Regions from separate parts of the Sus scrofa genome. Here region 2 is linked to region 1. Evidence: chromatin contacts called from public HiChIP or PLAC-seq data. All regions are on one chromosome and are shown on one strand. Each heading gives the region's core, a stretch centred on a gene start, on an enhancer-like site or on the middle of the called end of the contact. The rest is flanking DNA. Distances are from core to core; before and after follow the strand shown.

Region 1 (2,742 bases), core at 81-2,580:
AGAAACACTTAAGAACTAAGGTCTTCCTAAACAGACTGCGCCGAGGAAGTGCAAGCCCGGCGAGCAAAGCAGAAAGGCAAGGAGGAGAGCCGAAGGAAACTCGCCGGAGAGACATTTTGGGAGCGTACCAGACCAAACGCGCTCCCTCTGGCGTTGAAAGATCCGCAATCAGAACCGAGATGCGCCCGCGTCTAGGTGACAAGAGCAAGCCTCGCCACCAGCTGGGTCGCCCTCCACGATCCCGCACCGCGCCCGGGGGTCCCCAGCGCCGTTCCTTTCCCAAGCCCGCCGCCTGGCCCCCCGGGGGCCAGGTCCTGACAGGAGGACCGGTGCGGGCGGGGCCGCTGCTCCCGACTCCCGTAACCTGGGTGGCCCTCCGGGCAGGATGCCCCCCTCCGGGGTTTCGTGCCTACCTGTAGCACCAGCGGCTCGGGGTTGAAGGCCAGGGTCAACAGCAGCTGCATACGCTCCGAGTCCTTGAGGTTGCGAAGCAGGAAACTGCCCGAGTCCTTGGTCTCGGCGTATCGGCGCACCAGGCGGTCGAGCAGACGCTGCGAGGGGCAGTGCACCAGGTCGGACCAGCCCTCCACCGCCTCGGGCGTGAGCAGCCGCACGTCGCCGTTGAGGCGCGCGAACTCGGTGCGGGGCATGGCCTGGAGCAGGTCGCAGCGGGGCCGGCCGGTGGCCCGCTTGCAGATGCTCTGGTCGAGCTGCGCCAGCTCGCGCTGCGAGCCAAGGCGCTTGAGCACCACTCGGCGGCGGCCGCCCTCGCGGGGCTCGCCGTACTGCGCGAAGTAGACGTTCTTCACGTTAAGGAAGTCCAGCAGGCGCAGGCGGCCCCACGCCTCGAACACCACCTGCCCGTTGAGGAAGCGGCGGCACCAGCTCGTACCGAAGCACGCCGGGCACTTATTGAGCTGGAGGAAGCGCCGGTCGGCCAGTTCGTTCCGCTGCCAGGAGGCGAGCAGCGACGGCGAGTGCAGCACCATCAGCACCAACAGGCTGCCCAGCGCCGCCAGCTTCAGCGAGCGGGACAGGCGGCCCAGCTTCGGGGGCACCAGGCGCCACATCCCGCCCGCCGCCCGTCCCCCGCACCCGGAGGGCGAGGGCACCCCCGGGGCGCCCCCGCCGCGCCGAAACCCGGGGAGCGACCGGCAGGGGGCCCCCGGGCGAGTGAAGGAGCGAGGGCGCGGGCTGGGGCGGGAAGCGGAGTAGGTGTGTAAGAGAGACGGGGAGCTGGAAGGAACCGACCGGAGCAGGCTGCGACTTCTCCCAGTCACTAGTCTCCACAACTCTCGAGCTCCCTCCTCCGAGCTCCCCGCCCTCCGACTCCGGCAGCGCCTCCTCCTAGCCAGTCAAGTTATACAGCAGCGGGAGGCGGAGGGAGCGCGGGGACCCAACGCCCGCGCGCCCGCGTCCGCCCGTGTGCGCGCACGCGTATAGCTAGCTTGGGGCGCGAGAGCTGCGGCGGCGGCGTCCGCCTCCTGAGCGAGCGGGGTGTCTGAGAAGAGGGAAGCAGGGACTCACGGAAGGGGAAGAGAAGCTGGAATGTCAAACATCGAAAAGTAGCAACTGTGTAGGAAGGTGGGAAGGATGAGGTGCTCGCGCGTCCCTGACGCCACACGCCCCAGTTCTTGCGCGCCGACTCCCCGGAGGGAGGGCGAGGGGGCTGGGGGCGGGGCTGGAGGGGCGGAGCGAGCGTGTGGCGTACCGCCCGGAAAGCGTAATCGCGGGCTCTTGGGGGTGGCTTTGGGGGCCCACTCCGAGGGGCGGGGCTCGAGCTTCTAGAGGCAGGGTAAACTCGCGAGCTCCTGTGGAGAAATGACTTTTAGTAATAGTTGCTTTTTTATGATCGTTGACTTTGTTGGGGGCTGTCTTTTGTCATTGTGGAAAGCGTCTTCTAAGTCGGAAAAAAAAAAACTGCGGAACCCTAGTGCAATCCTTCGCCTCCGCAGGGCACCCGCAAGGCGCCCGCAGGGTGTAGGCGGAGTGGGCGGGGCGTCGTGTTCACTGCGCCTTATAGGGGTGGGGCGCGCGCCTGGGGGCGGGATGAGGCGAGGCCAGGGAGGGATTTCTTGTCTTTGGGCCCGCGCGCCTCCGCTTGGGGGCGGGCCTGCAGAGAGGAGGTGGAAGGGCGCGAGGTGTGGCTGGATTGTTTGAGGGGAGATGCTTCACCTTTGGCGTCAGCTACTTCTGTGGAGGCATTTTAAAGTATCCTGAGTGGGCACGGAGAAAACGAAGTCCGCCACACACCATGATAAAAAGGGGAAAGTAGGCTGAAGAGGGAACTGACGCGGCCTGGTGTCACTTTGAGTTGTGCCAAACACTGCCTAGATGAGGAAACGAGCGGTTGGCTAGTCTTTCCCAGCCCGGCGCCGAAGCCTTTTTTTTTTTTTTTCTTCTTCCCCAAGGATGTTGGCGTCCTCGCGCCTGCCTACCGTGAGGGTCTCCGGCGTGCGGCTATGCGCCCCGCCCTTCCCCCCACGCTCGGGCCTGCCCCGCGGGCCACGCCGCGTCGCTGTGGCGGTACCCTTGGGGACCCGGGGCAGCCTGTGCTCCACACCGGCACCTTGGCTCAAGTTCGCGCCACGACTACAAAAATAGCTCGGAAATGCGGAACTACAGCGCCTCGTTTTGGTAGAAGTTTTAGGGGACCCAGACTCCACAGTAGCTGGGACATGTAATTTTAATGCTGTTTAGTTTTTGCGCTGGAATAATTAAAATGAGTAGTTTTTCTGTTGG
Region 2 (2,706 bases), core at 187-2,686, 1.9 Mb before region 1:
TTGATGCTGTCTGTTTTCTGCCTAGCCTTATGGAGTGGCACTGGCTAGACACTGAAGGATGTTATTAAGGAATCCCTTCCTTAGCCTTTTCTTCTTCAGGCTAAATAAACCTTATTTCATTCTTACAGGGCATACTTTCCATTTCTTTAATTATTTGTTGCTCTTCTCTGAACTCTCTCCAATTTCCCTCTTAAAACACTGAGACCAAACCTTCCAAACACAGTAACAACAGGCTTAATTCTGGACAGGAGATGATTGTTTTTCCAAAATGTCACACCCAGGCAACATTTCTTTCTTTTTTATTTTTATTTATTTATTTTTTATTTTTTTAGGGTCGCTCTTGTGGCATATGAAGTTCTCAGGTTAGGGGTAGAATCAGAGCTGCAGCTGCCAGCTTACACTACAGCAAAGTGGGATCTGAGCTGCATCTATGACCTGTGAGGCAGCACTTGATCCTTAACCCACTGAGTGAGGCCACAGATTGAACCTGAATCCTCAGGGACACTCTGTCGGTTTTCTTAACCTGCTGAGCTACAGTGGGAAATCCCAGGCAGCATTTCTTTGCAGACTTCTCCACCTGTTTTTTAATGTGTGTATGACCACTAGGTACTCATTTAGATATGCTAGTTTCAGACAAAATGTGATCATACGGGAACACCTTTTCCAATAATTTTCTTTTTTAACTTCAAAGGCTGAGTTGGAAAGTATATTGGCTCAAATCGTTTTTTTCCCCCTCCATTTCGGAAAGATAAAGGTAGAAGATGATAGAATATTGCCATACCTCAGTCTGATTCTTTTTCTCTCTTATGTCATGAAATATATGAAGAAAGGTTTTTGTTAGGTTTTTGCCTTAATTTGTGCTTTTGCCCCCCGCTCACCCCGACAGATTCAGCACTGGGCTAGCTAAAATGGGATGAGAAATAACACATTTAAAAGAATTTACTTAGACATGAGTCAAAACTGGAAGCAGGCGAGGACGCGCCAGGGAGCTGAGATGCCTCTGACAACATCTCTGGGAGTAATTTTCCATGTGGACTGAAGGAAGTTCTTGTAAGGCACAGCCCCAGGCTACACATGCTGGACTCCGATTCCGCAGGATTTACAAGCCATTACTGGAGAGAGTCTAGGACGCTACTGGCACAGGCAGCGGAGGAAGAAATGTTCAATGGACAATAAAAACTTTCGGTTTACAGAGTAAAATAAGAACAGAGCCTCCCTTTCACAGGGTTTGGAAACTTGCCCCTGAGTTAACAAGGTGGGTTGGGAGTAGGGAGGTTCCATTTCCCTAGTTCCTTCTCTGGTGGGGTCCCATTCCAAGATTGCGGCGGATCTACAGTCACTTCGGCACTGAGGGGTGGATCTTAATCCAAAGAAGGGCAGATCTGCACCCTCTGAAGCTACTGGGTAGCTCCGCGTGCTGGGAGAGTCTGGAGAAGGGAGCGCGGAGCGCCGCCCGGCGACCAGACTCCCGGCGTCTCCTCCCCCTGTCCCAGGCCCACTCCCAAACTTAAGTACACACTTCCCGGTTCCAACCCGAATCTCTGCGTGAGGCTCCACACGTAGCAGCCGACGGCTCTTTAAATAGGTCGGCCTTGTGCAAACAATCCCAGACGCTGGGCTGGGGAAGGCGAGCGGAGGCAACCGCACGGTGCACGCAGAGGCGCGGCGGGTCAGCCGGCGGCCAATAGCCGGGGCGCGGCCCGCCCCGACACCACCCCCTCGGGGAGCCTATAAGTTGTCCGCGGCGCCCTGGGCGTCCGCCGCTCTGCGCCTCCCAGACCATTTACTTTCCACCGCCTTCCGCGCCACTCCTACTGCGGGCAGCGGGACCTCAGCACGCACTCAGCCTGCCAGCTCCCGCCCGCACTCGTCTGCCAGTGCGGACCAGGGGTCCCGGCTCTCGCGAGAAGTGGATCGCTGCGAGGCGGTGCGGGTGCTGGAGCCCGCGCGGGCCCTGGAGGGGCCGAAGATGGGGTGGTGCACTATAAGGCCGCAGCAGCTGCTGCTGCTCGTGGTGCTGGTGCTCCAGCCCTGGAATTCCTGCCTGGGTGCAGACTCCGAAAAGCCCTCCATCATCCCCACAGGTGAGCAGTCCCGCCGGCCGTCTTGTCCGTGAGGCTCGGAGGGATGGGTGGTTCATTCATCCACCCGCCCTTCGCGTGGGGGCTGCCAGGTGAATAGATGGAGGTGGGCCCGCCCTCCCAGGCCCGCAGAGGCGAGTTGGTGGGAGCCTGACCTTCCATAGGACACCGAGGTGAGTGGGGTGGGTGTCCATCCTCCTTAGGACCGCCGAGGTCTTACCCAGAACTGCGCTCGGGCTGTACTGGTCCGAGGGGAAGTGTGGGAGCATCCTCCCTGATAAGCTCTTGCAGTTCTCATTACCCCGAGAGCATACAAAGTTTTCTTTGCAGAAGCGGGGTTTCCTTTGGGTCTTGCAGGTCGTTGGGTACCAACACATTTCCTGCAACTTGCCTTTCTCCTCCTTTGCGGGGGTTGGCATGACTTATCCCTGTTGGACAAGGCAGTACTCCCACTGTGACCTAAACACCGGGCTCAGTGTACTTTCTGATTGATGGTGACACATTCCTTCCAGCGCCCTAGGAAGCAGCCGGTAACACCTACCTCCTGCCAAAAACAACGCTCAAAACCTTGGTTGTTTTCAGTAAGCCAGCTTGGCTACCCAGTACCTCCTGCAGCTTTCCTCCT

What was found. HiChIP or PLAC-seq counts read pairs in DNA pulled down with a chosen protein or histone mark.
Region 2: a contact with region 1 is called in an H3K27ac HiChIP or PLAC-seq map of skeletal muscle, with 6 times the contacts expected there. The contact joins the promoter of PLOD2 here to the promoter of C13H3orf58 in region 1. A contact is called at or near these places in 1 of 5 promoter capture datasets (fetal skeletal muscle), 1 of 47 Hi-C or Micro-C datasets (embryonic fibroblasts) and 1 of 2 datasets of contacts at active chromatin or transcription factors (skeletal muscle).

What each region holds. Positions count from the first base shown.
Region 1 is chr13:84,633,304-84,636,045 of Sscrofa11.1, reverse strand. It overlaps C13H3orf58 (deleted in autism protein 1), which reads right to left and starts at 1,330. Exons shown (of 3, transcript XM_013982111.2): 1 at 414-1,330. The coding sequence starts at 1,070. All of the region lies in intron 1 of SLC9A9 (sodium/hydrogen exchanger 9), which reads left to right.
Region 2 is chr13:86,511,897-86,514,602 of Sscrofa11.1, reverse strand. It overlaps PLOD2 (procollagen-lysine,2-oxoglutarate 5-dioxygenase 2), which reads left to right and starts at 1,436. Exons shown (of 19, transcript XM_021069587.1): 1 at 1,436-2,084. The coding sequence starts at 1,970.